Regions from separate parts of the Arachis hypogaea genome. Here region 1 is linked to region 2. A link is a contact called in public Hi-C data. All regions are on one chromosome and are shown on one strand. Each heading gives the region's core, a stretch centred on a gene start, on an enhancer-like site or on the middle of the called end of the contact. The rest is flanking DNA. Distances are from core to core; before and after follow the strand shown. Region 1 holds the start of LOC112737732 (OPA3-like protein). Region 2 holds the start of LOC112737726.

The links. Hi-C and Micro-C count contacts between places; a contact is called where the count stands out from the background.
Region 1: a Hi-C map of leaf shows a contact between it and region 2, with 2.7 times the contacts expected there. The contact joins the promoter of LOC112737732 here to the promoter of LOC112737726 in region 2. A contact is called at or near these places in 2 of 8 Hi-C or Micro-C datasets (both in leaf).

The regions. Positions count from the first base shown.
Region 1 is chr13:23,949,857-23,956,260 of arahy.Tifrunner.gnm2.J5K5, forward strand. LOC112737732 (OPA3-like protein) reads left to right here and starts at 2,192. Exons shown (of 4, transcript XM_025787793.2): 1 at 2,192-2,600; 2 at 2,737-2,871; 3 at 4,972-5,058; 4 at 5,553-6,067. The coding sequence starts at 2,469. The coding sequence ends at 5,717.
Region 2 is chr13:23,731,115-23,737,061 of arahy.Tifrunner.gnm2.J5K5, forward strand. LOC112737726 reads right to left here and starts at 2,567. Exons shown (of 2, transcript XM_025787786.3): 1 at 2,162-2,567; 2 at 1-1,006. The coding sequence starts at 984.

The sequences.
Region 1 (6,404 bases), core at 942-3,441, 220 kb after region 2:
TTCTTCACATCAACCGAATCGAACAGATGATCGATTTTCAGTTAATTCGGTCGAACCGACAGATCCGATTCGATTTTCAGAATAATGGCTGCACCCACTTTTTGAATGGGAATTACAAAAAGCCATACATGTTTCAAAGGGGGAGGCCATAAATTTTTTAAGGGGGAGCCACTCTTTTATTTTTTATTATTTTTGTAAATTTTTTTTTGAGGGCCACTGCCTCCCCTCCATAGTAGGTAGCTTCGCCCCTGCACTTATTTATAGATATTATAGAATTAATTTTTTGTTGAATTGTGAACTATTAAGATGTTAATTTCAAATGTGAAACAGTTTAATTTGAAATGTAGAAATCAGATTCTCTGATTTTTTAAAAATACAAAAATCAAATCTTTTAATTTCTGTGATATAAAAATTAGACTCTCTAATGTTTAAAATTAAATCCTTCAATTTCTGTTTAAAAAGTTAAAAAATTTTGAGATACACATACGAGATCCTTCTATTTTTTGATATCTCTTACAATTTTAAAAAAATATAAAAAATTACAAGATTGAGATATATCACCTATCTCACTTTCATGAAAAAAAATTAGACACTACTCTAAGGCTCATTTTTTTTATTATAGAGAATATGTTGGTGTTTGAATGAAAATGGACGTTTTTGATATATATGTATGTTAGTGGACGTATCAGATGTGCAATATCAACACGTGGAGGATGTGCTGACACAACACGTGGAGGGCATGTTGCTGATGTGGCAATGTGTGATTCGAAATGCCCACCCCGTGTTGCTGCAGGCTCTTCGAAAACACACAGAAACCTGCAATGCTTCCTGGATTCGGAGGCAACACGCCCACCGTGTGTTTGCAGGGCACTGCCACGCGTCTGAGCTAGGGCTGACAATGAGTAGGGTAGGGTAGGGTTTGGACTCTGCCCTAACCCTACTCGCGGTTTGAAAATTTCATTAAAACTCTACCCTACCCGCACCCTAAAGTTTTAAACCCTACTCTATCCTACCCTAACCAGTTTTCTCCAGTTCTTATCAGTTCACACCAGTTTGTTCCTTGTACAGTTCAAAGAATAAACCGAACCGATTTAGGATTTGGTTCACCGATCTTTCGATCGAACCGGCCGGTCCGGTTCGATTTTTATAACTATGCTACCCGCAGAAACATCAATTTTTTTAAGCAAATATAAAATTAAATCATTCCAAATTTCATACATATTAATAAAATAAAAAGAAACTAATGCAAGTCATTACATGAGGGAGGTTGTGAGTTTAACTAAGTAATTTAGTGGTTGCTCGCTTATTGTAAGTCATTACATGAGGGAGGTTGTGAGTTTAACTCTCACCTCCTTCATTATATACCTAATTTTTATAAAATATGTGTTATATATGGGGTGCGGGTCGGGTAGGGTACACCCTAAATCCGTACCTTACTCTATCCGCAGACATATCCGGACCGATTTCTTTCCTACCTGCAGCGGGTTGGGTACCCGCAGGTAGGTTATGTATTGCCAGCCCTAATCTGAACTCGCCACATCACCATGCTCCTTACGTGTTGCCGGGAACTGCCACGCCGCTGATGCACTCTATCACCATGTCTTCCACATGTTGAACCTACATCCACAAACCGGCAAAACACCTTCATTTCTGTACGGTAGGTCGGGTACCGGACGGTTCGAGTTGGTACTTGAATTGATGAGAGGGGGAATCGCCTGGTTCCGAGTGCTGGATTGGAGGAGGGGTAACCGACTTCCCGAGCTCTTCGTGTAGAGAGGGGGGTGTCACCTGCAAAGATACTCCGACGCTCTAGTCAGTCAAGTGTGCAGGCGAAAAGTGAGAGAATGGTATGTGACATACCTTGGGGGAGGGGTAGTTACCCTTCCCCATATATACCGTGTCAGAGGCGGGTCCCACAAAGACAGAACCCACCTTCCTCAAAGCTTTCCCATACAACTATAGTAGAGAGCTGTCTAGGACGCGTGTCCGGATCAGTACTTGAACGCCTTGCACCCGACCGTTCGAGTCGGGTGGTTTGTGGGTCGGTCGACCCATGTGATGTTTAGGCCAGGCTGTAACGATTCCCAATATTGATAAAAAACATCCATGGCTATTCCAAATGAAAAATAAATTCTAGAACTAAAAAATAATAAAATAATAAAATAAAAAGAAGAAGGAAAAAAGTCGCATAAAAAAAGAAGTCTTTTGCGGAACGCACCGTTGTCCATTCCATGTTCTTGTTGTGCAAGAAAAGATACGAAGATGCTTCCCTCATTACCCACACAATTGCTTCAATCTTCCCATTACCATAACTCACTCTTCATATTCCCAGCTTCTGTTGTTGAAATTAATTAATGTTATTTTCATTAATTATAATTACTACTATTACTTTGGGGTTAGTTTTGAATTCAGTGTATTCCGAAAAAGGAAAGAATCAAGGTGAGTGAGTGAGTGAGAGAGAGAGAGTCATGGTGGTGCTGCCAGTGGTGAAGCTCGGAACTCTTCTTTTGAAAACAGCGTGCAAACCCATTGCCACCAGGCTCAAGAAAGAAGCTAGCTACCACCCTCGGTTCCGTAACCTCATCATCAACGTTGCCCAGGTCATCATCGTTCTCTTCCTTTCCCCATTTTCGCATCACTCACTTTGATGTGGCCGTGTTCCAGTGAATTCGGCGTTAGAACGCATTATTAGTATGATATACTATTGATGATTGTGTTTTCTGTGTATTATTTCAGGTGAATCATAGGTTTACGACAACAGTGCAGAGGCGCATTTATGGTCATTCAACTGATGTTGCGATCCGGCCACTGGATGAGGAGAAAGCCGTGCAAGCCGCAGCCGATCTTCTTGGCGAGATCTTCGTCTTCTCTGTAATTGGATCTTTACTTTTTCTTTGTTCATTGAAATGCCCACTACCTGTTTGTGTTTTTTACTCTGTTGATTTTGTGCTATTTGGTGCAAGTTTTGATTTATGGTTGTGATTGTTGTAGTTCATGTTCAGTTCCTTTTAGAATCATTGCATGGTCCAGGAATGTTATCTATGTATCAATGAGGGTTGAGGGATTGAGGATTTGAGGGTTTTCCGTCTTTTTCTTTTTGTCAGATACAAAAGTCAACCCTATGCTAGCTGAATTTTTCGGTTATGATGTTTGTTTAAAAGACACACTTATCTCCTCTCAAGTCTTGTTTGACTCTGCTGAAAAGTCACCACTCATTAATCTCTTATTATTTTCTTTCTTTTCTTTTCTTAGAATTGACATTCACCTTTTTGTGATCGTTAGCTTTGATTGATTTTGTAGGGACTAGAAAGAGGGATACTGTGAGGCATTAGCTATATTATAGACCATTTATAGCCAGGTTCCTGTCAAAGTATGGATGGTTAATTTGTTAACATTTATCTGAACACTTGTTGCAGAGGGAACCATAATGATAAGTTCTTTTGCGCATGGACACAGAGTAGTAAAAGTGTAAAACCGGGAGGGGTTAGTTGACTGAACCAGTACTGAGAGTAAGCTTAATGATTCTGAGATGAGAATGTTTTAATGAGTGGACACATAAGATAGGATTAGCAAAGAAATTTGGGTAGCATTAGTTGTGGAAAGGATGGTCAAATAATTATTAATTCGTTTGGACACGTGGTTAGAAGTGAATAGAGATCATGAAAAATTATAGACTAAACTATTAAAAAGGATCTAGATTCAAAGTGTCTTGTACTCTTGTCTATATATGTGGTTTAAGAAGATTTAAGCATTATCAATAACTGGGAATATGTCTCTTCCTTATATAACTCTTCTATCCATGATTTTATGTTCTGTGGGATTCCACTTTTGGGACACTTTTTGTAACCTAATTGGTAGAATTCTCTGAAGTAGTGATTCTTCTACATCTCTTTGATAATGTTCTTTTGTCCTTTAACCTGATAAAAGGTTGCAGTCTCTTATTCCTTTGATATGTTTAGTTGCAAATCTTACTTTTTTTAGTTCCAAACTTATTCCTCAAATCTAAATCTTTTCACCTAGATAAACACATATGGCCATATCTGGAAAGTCCAAAGCTCCCTTTAAACTCAAATATTTTATTTGGACCAACATCCTTAATAGAAAGTAATATCAATGACATTTACAAGTTTGAGGGACATATAAGGCTATTTCCTGTGATGTATGTGTTATGTGTGGGGTAAACTTGGAGTTAGTATCATATTTGTTTTTACATTGTCTTGTGGCTAACCTCTATAGAATGCTTTCTTTGGTATCTTTTGGCAAGTGTTGGGTGTGCCTTGCAGCCTTAGATTAGTTCTTGTTGACTAGATTAGTTGTTTTGGGAGATGGAAGGAGGCTGAACCTGTGTGGCAATGTGCTATCTGGTTGGACCATGATTTCCACACTTAGATTTTTGACAAGCGAGTTTTATGAGATAGGGTTAGATGGGTGCATCTACACCAAAGCTAATGATCTTTTTAAAGGGATTTTCTCTCTCCAATAAGTGAAGAGATTGGAAATCTACACTTTATTGACAGTTTTTCTATTGTTTGCTTCTGCTCTTATAAGGAGCATCTCTGGTCCTCCCGTCTAGGAAAAAGGAAGAGAAAATAATGTAAAGCACAGCATAAGACTTTTGTACAAGTTCAGGTTGAAAGGAAGTTTTATTTCAACCGAAGTTGTGGGGATTCAAGAAATTATGTGTAGGCTTTATAATTTATGAACCTGGAGTTATCTGCTTGGGGTAACATTATGCTTAGCATGTCTCTCTGTTTTGATGACATATCTGAACTTGATTGGGTGCTTAATCCGATTCTACGATTTTATTATTATAAACAGTTTCTTCTTATTAATGGGAAGAAGTGCTTCCTATAATTTTTAGAATTGCTTGGTCTTCTCTCTGTTTCTTTGCACCCCATGTTTTCTGCCTAGTTTAATGGTTTTCCATGTAGAGTTATTGCACATCATGCATTTTAATTCTCTTCTATTTAGGTTGCTGGAGCTGCTGTAATCTTTGAGGTGCAAAGAAGCTCTAGATCAGAAGCCAGAAAGGAAGAATTACGTAGACAGGAGATAGAGGTTGTCTTTTAAACTTTCCTCTCACTTGTAATTTATCCATTCAAAGAAGCAATAAAAAGCTGGTTTCTTGCAATCCATTTATTTTTGGGTAAATTACACTGGGCTATGAGATTCAATGTAATTACATTCAATCCCTTCTCTTCTTTTTAATTTTTTTTATCTCCCTGGTGATTGTCTAAAGTAAGGATTTCACTTTAGAGGAAGAAGTGAAGGGTTTTACCCATGGATCCATAAAATGAAAATGATTTCCATTTTTAATTTTAGTAACCCAGTGGTAAAATCCCTTACTTTTTTACATTCTAAAGTAAAATCTTCAAAAGATTCAGATTTGACGAGTAAAAAGGGTGAGTATAATTACACTGACACTTAGGAGAGGTCAATGACCGATGTTGTGAATTAATCTGGATGCATCTTCACCCAGTTTGGTAGATGCAGTTGTAGGGGCCAGAAATATTTTAATCTCAGAGGTTGTGCTCTGGTTTTGTTACTTTCAGGCAATAAAAACAAAGAATGAAGAGTTGGCTAGAGAAGTTGAACAACTTGGACACAAGCTTGAAGAGCTAGAACATCTTGCTAGAGGACGAGGTCTTTCTGGCATTCTGCACTTCAGGAACACTCAATCCGGTGCCAGTGCAGACAAAAAACCAAAATCCGATTGATTGTTGCTAATTTGCAAAATGCCAATAGATCTTGATGAAGTATTACTTGAATTCATTAGAGCCATTGCTCTTGAAAATTGTGTAGTTGATCTTGAAAAGTTCGAAAATATGGAGCTTCCAAACACTGAAGAAAGACAAGGACATAAAGCAATTTTTTTAGCACAACACTTTCTGAAGACATGCTTACTCTTCATACAATTACAGGCGAATTCTTTAGTTTTATTTACATGTAATTTGTGTAATAATTGCGTGTCATTCTGTGAAACAAATCAGATACAAGTTACTTCACGCTTCCTTATGTAGAGCCAATTGGTGCATATAAACATTTTTGTAATAAATGTCTTCCCATATCTTGATTTTTCATTGACATTGAGATCGTGTCAACATTAGGAAAAAAGTTTTTATGTATAAAATGTGAGATTCAAGCTAGTTTGTCCAACATTTTATTCAATGAGGTAAAATTTATCGACAAAATGGACGACAGAAAAGGAGTTCAAATACCATAATTCAATTTCCAATCAGGGGAAAGGCATTGCATGTCAACACTTGTTAGGTCTCGTACTCTTATATTTCTCATCATAAAAGCAGCTTCCTCTAAAAACTACATTCTTTGTAAAGGATCAAATTTAAATTGCGGAAATTTCCTTCACACTGTATAATCTAAAAATGGAACGTTTTTCCATTTGA
Region 2 (5,947 bases), core at 1,317-3,816:
CCGCAAAAGCTTTTTCTCTCTCTTTGCAATTTTACGCATCTTCTTCTGATGAATCCTCTCAGAAATATTATCTGATCTCTTTTGCTGCTTCTCTGCCTTCAACTGGTCCCTTGTTTGAATTCTCTCTTTCCATTTCTCTGCATTCTTCTGTTGCTTCTTCTTCTCTTTACGAATGCTTTTTTCTAACAGCTTGGGATCATCATGAACCTTAATCCCCGATGCTCTATCCAATGCTGCTTTCCACGATTGCTTCTTTGCAACAGCCTCACCTTTCTCAGGATCATTCTTCGCTTCCTCCAACTTCTTTGCCCTTTCAAGTTCCTTATGCCTCGAAAGTTTCCTCTTCTTACCTTGCATCTCACCATCTGTAAGTTTGATATGACCAAACATAAGCTCTTTCGAGGTCTCGGCAGCATCCTTCTTCACTTTCTCTGTAGACTCTTTCTTTGCAACTTTATTTTCTTCATTTTCACTACCCCTCTTGCGTTTCCTGTCCTCAAACCCTCTCTTCGCATTTCTATCCTCCCTCTTCTTTGCCCTTCCCGAATTCTCGCGACTTGAACGAAACTCCTCAAGCTTACGATGAAGCCTTTGCCGAAGCTCTTCATAAGTCACAGACCGATTGTCCCCTTCAAGGGCAATGGGCTTAGCCTCACCGTCCTCCTCATCGCTACTCTCATTGGCTTTCTCCTTACCCAAGTTCTGCTTCAACAAGTCAAGAGTAGTGGCAGGGGGATTTTCAGGATCCAACCGTTCCCTTCGGGACTTCTTAATATTCTCCTTAGTTTCCCTCTTCGCCTCAGCTTTCTTAGCCTTGCTGAGACCCTGAAACCACGGCTTATCCTTATCGTCGGTTGGAAGGTAAAACTTGGCAGGGATGAGTTCAATCAACTTGTCAAAGAAAAGAGTATGGTCATGAATCACAGAGTCTAAATCTTGAACTGCATCAGCCTCCGCAACAGATTGTTGCTTCTTCTTCCTCATCTTCTTCCCCTGGGTCACGGAACTGAAATTAGTTTCCATTAGGGTTTAAGGTGGGAAAGCCTAGTTACTGAAACCTATGTGAAACTCAAAATTTCATCACTAATAATGGGAAAGCTTGTTACGAAATTGAACCTATAGATGATAAGAAAATGGAAGAGGGAAATTGGCACCTAAACCTTAGTGCTTTGAAGTTAAAAAAAAAGAAAACAAATGACAGTAACAGCAAAATAATGAAAGATAACAGTAAAAGAGATGAGAAGAGAAGCACCTGATGCGGCGGGAAGGGAATGGAGGTGCAGAGAGAGACAGAGAGAGAGAGAGAGAGAGAGAGAGGCTACTATAGTTTCAGACTTTCAGGTTTACTTGTTTAGGTCAGGGAGGTCACTGGGTTAGTTAGGGTCCTAGGGATGAATGAAAAAGTCAAAAGGGGTCCCCATGGGGACGGGGACATGCCCCACCCCTCGTCCCTAGAAACACTCCCTGTACCAGGGAACGGAACCAATATCCACCGGATATCCGGATCTCCAGGGATTTTTTAAAAAAAAAAGGAAAAATTAAAAAACTAAAAACAAAGAATCACAATAACAGACATCAATTTTACAGCTGTGGGCACTTAAACCATTCAGAGGACTTCCATAGAAGCTATTCATGCATATGTATACACATCATCACAGAGTTGCAAGAGATACAAATTCCTTAACCAACAGCTTCAATCCTCATCCCAGTTACAGATTACTATGATTGGCATGTAAATTCCAATAAAAACTAAAACTTTAGAAACAACAAAACAACCCAAAGAGTCAATTAAAGTATTAAACCAAATAATATGAAAAGAAAAAGTGTACATAGAAGCAATCAAAGAATAGCAGCACCCAAGATTCACCTTCAGACAAAGATAAAACAGAGCAAAACACCACACAAACACCTAACCGACCCAAAAGCAAACAACCCCTTTTCACAAAACAAGAAATAGGTCGGAATCCATGAACCACCACAATCAATTCAGAGAATGAAAATCCCATTTGCACACCAAAAAATAAGGGGAGAAAAAAACAAACAAAATGATATTCATTGTCTTGCAAAATATTACCTAATGAATATTCAGAAACCTAATGGTGCTTAATTTATGATTTATTGTACAGGAATTAAAATCATAGAATCCATTGCAAAATATTACCTGAACTATCGAAAGAAATACAGAACACAGTGGATCTGACACAGGAGGAGCAGCAGCTCGACGGCGGCGAGCGAACCTGCGACGGAGAGGAGAGGCGCGGGCGCCGCCGATGGATGCAGGGGAGGGAGAGAGGGAGCTGGTTGAGTCGGGGATGTGGGTCGGTGGGTGAGACTGAGTTGGTAAGTGTGGATGGAGGCTGGTGAGCTTCTGTGTTATGGGTAAGGTTTAGGGTTAAGTCGGGTCCAGTTATGCTATGCGCCTATGCGTCTGAAATTTTTTTTCAGGCTTAAAATAAAAAATAAAAAATAAAAATGGCGGGTCTGTCGAGCATGCTCGCCCCGCCTCGCGTAAGTTCGCGAATTTCGGACTGTTTGTCGCTCTTAAATTTTGGGTTCAAATCTCTTCTAATATTTTTTTTTGTGACTGAAATCTCTTCTAATATGACAAAAACTATATGATCATTTCAAAATCTTAAGCATTTCAGACCAAAAAAAAAAATTTAACACAATTATTTTTAATTAATATCAGTTAATTTTTTAAAATTATTTTATTTATTTTAATTATAAATTCTAAATTATAAATTTATAATTAAATTTTACATCTTAAATTTTAAATCTTTGAAACGATGAGAATTTTTAAAATTTAAAAAAAATTAATTAATGGTAACTAAAAAAAATTTAATTAATGGTAACAAATTATTGTTATTATGCTGACGTTACTATCACCTGTAAATTAAAAAACGGCTAAATCCTGCATCAAAAATATAAATTTTTTATTTAAATTATTTAAATATAATATTTATTGAAATATATAATCTATAGCGTATTTATATATTTGCATAAACCTTATACATTTTTTATATAGAGCCATCAAAATCAGAAAAAACACAATTCGAATACTCTGTGCCCGGAATACATGCAATTTAAATATTTGTACATAAGTCAGGTGCACTATACTTAAAATACAGCTATAATAAAATTTTTGGTATTGTACTTGGAATATATGTAATTTATAAAAATATTTTTTAATAATATTTATCTATCTTTTATTCTTATTTTTTAAATTTTTTAAAATTTAATAGGATCACTTTATAAAATAATCTATTGGAAAGACCATTTGTGAATTTTGCTACTTATTGAATAATTTGGTCTATTTGTTCTTCCAACTTTCTAATTGAAGCACCTTTATTTTAGAAGTTGGACCTTCTTTCTTCAATAAAGTCTCTAAGGCTGCGTTTGTTTTTAGAGATAGGACAGAACATGACACTGAAATGGAGACAATAGGACGGAGACACTAAAAATTATCTTTTATGTATTGTGTTTGGATACGATGGACAAGACACTAACGTAATGTCTAGTATTATGTTTGGATACACATGGACAAGACGAAAATATTATATGAAATGACTAAAATAGCCATATGATTCCAAATTTTCTACATCAATACAAATTAATTTAATAAAAAATGAGAGTACGTAGAAGTACGGAACTTGAAAAAAATATTTGAAGAGGCAAAAAATTTTAATAAAAAAATATATTAGTATTTATATTAAAATAAAATTTATAAATATAATTATTTTATTTTAAAATTTATTATTAATATGTAGGAATACATATGGTTAAGATTAACAAAAAAATAAATTTGAATTTGATTAATAAAAAAATTTGTTTAAGTTAATAAGCCAAATTAATTTTAAATAAAAAATTAATTTTAAAAAAAATCCATTTTTACATGAAAAAATAATTAGTTTATGCATATAAAAATTTATTTTTATTTAAAAAAAACTAATTTTTTTATCTAAAAACTGATTTTTCTTTATAAAAAACTGATTTTTCTTTAAATTATATAAAATCAATTACAATTTATAAATTATTTTTTAGCATTTTAAAAGATCAATTTTACTTTTGCTAATATTTATCTTTCAAAAGTTTTAAGATTAATTATTTTTGTTATTATTTTTATTACAAATCAAATAATATAATATAAGATTAAAATGGTATTGAAGTAAAACGATAAAAAAAAAAAAAGAATTATCTACCCCCAATAAAAAATTCTACAGAAAGGAGAGAGTACCTGGAAAAGAAAGAGATAGAGGAAGAACAGGAAGAAAAAAGTATCTCTGAACAACGCAATAGGAAAAATAAGAAGGGGTAGTAGTGGAAAAAAAGGAAAACAAAATTTATAAAATTGTCCTTGTCCACTCTTCCAAATCCCGTGTCCATCATTGTCCTTCGTGAAAGAGTGGACACAAAAGTATAAAAAACTGTCTCGGAGACAACATGTCCACTGTTCATGTCTCTGCTTCCAAACACTTTTTAAACAAGTGTTGTCCATGTCTCCGTGTCCTGCCCCCGAAAACAAACGCTACCTAATTTCTTGCATGAATATGAGTGTACTCTGGGAGAGTTTTTCCATGGTCAATTCAAGAGAAGAACGTCTTTGAAAGTTTTGAGATGGTTAAGTGAGGGGTGGTTGTTGTTGATGATGAAGTTGAAGGAATTATGTTGAGGTTGGAAGTGGTTTTGTGGATGGTTGTTATTAAAATTATGGGACTTCTGACCTTGATTTTTTCACCTAAAATTTGGATTTTTTTTCATCCAAGATTATAGGTTTAGGAGAAGGGATCATTGTGAGGTGGTTTTGGAGGGTTATCTATATAATATACTTGCTCCAAAGAAGAATGTCCATACTCCAAACCTTCACTTTGATGTAGTCCACTACTCATGTCATAGGAATTCCTTTGGGTGCTCACTGAAACTTGCATGCCTCCTAATTGTTGAGTAATTGCATTAATTTATTGTGACATGATTTTATTCTGAGCCAACAACGTGTCCAAGACATCTAATTTCATAACTCATTTTTTCATTGATCTTTCAAAGGATTAGAGGTACTAATTGTTGGCCACCATTTCAATCAATTCCAATGCTTTATCAGTGGTCTTCTTCATATGCAAGGATCCTCCAGCCGAATTATCTAATGAAACCCGTGAGGTGGGGGTGATCCTGTCATAAAATATCTGAAGATAGACTTAGTCAGCAAACATGTTCGGAGGGCACTTTCTGAGCATCTCTTTGTACCTCTCCCAAGTCTCATAAAGGGACTATCCTTCATGCTATCTGAAAGTCTGAATATCGATTTTGAGCTTAGTCAACCTCAGAGGCAAAAAAAAAATTATTTAGGAACTTAGTGACCAAGTCCTCCCATGTGGCTATACTCTCCTTGCGCTGATTATCCAGCCATTGCTGCGCCCGATCTCTTACAGCAAAAAGAAAGAGCAACAATCGATAAACCTCAGCTGGGACGTCATTTGTCTTAACAATGTCATAAATTTGCAAGAAGTTAGAGATAAACAAATTCGGATCTTCCTACGAGCTCCTACTGAATTAACAATTTTGTTGCAGTAGTATGACAAGCTGGGGCTTCAATTCAAAGTTGTTGGCATTGACAGTTGTAACACCCTCACTATCAGAATGTCACGCTTTCACCTACGCCACTCTGATAGCAAGAAGTATTACGACGATTTCATATACTTAATAATAAAATAGCAGCCTTTGACTTGAAACCATATCGCTATTTTTTTTTTTTGAAAAAATGGAAAAATACTTTATCTTGAAAACAAACAAGCATATTCATATATACAAAACTTCTTATATAAGTAGCTTATAAAAATAATGTACATATAAAACATACAACTCCTATCCCTCTTACAATATTATAATAACAAAGGTGAGGGAAGAATAATTATCTAACTAAAACAACAACATCGTATAAACCAAAATGCAATAA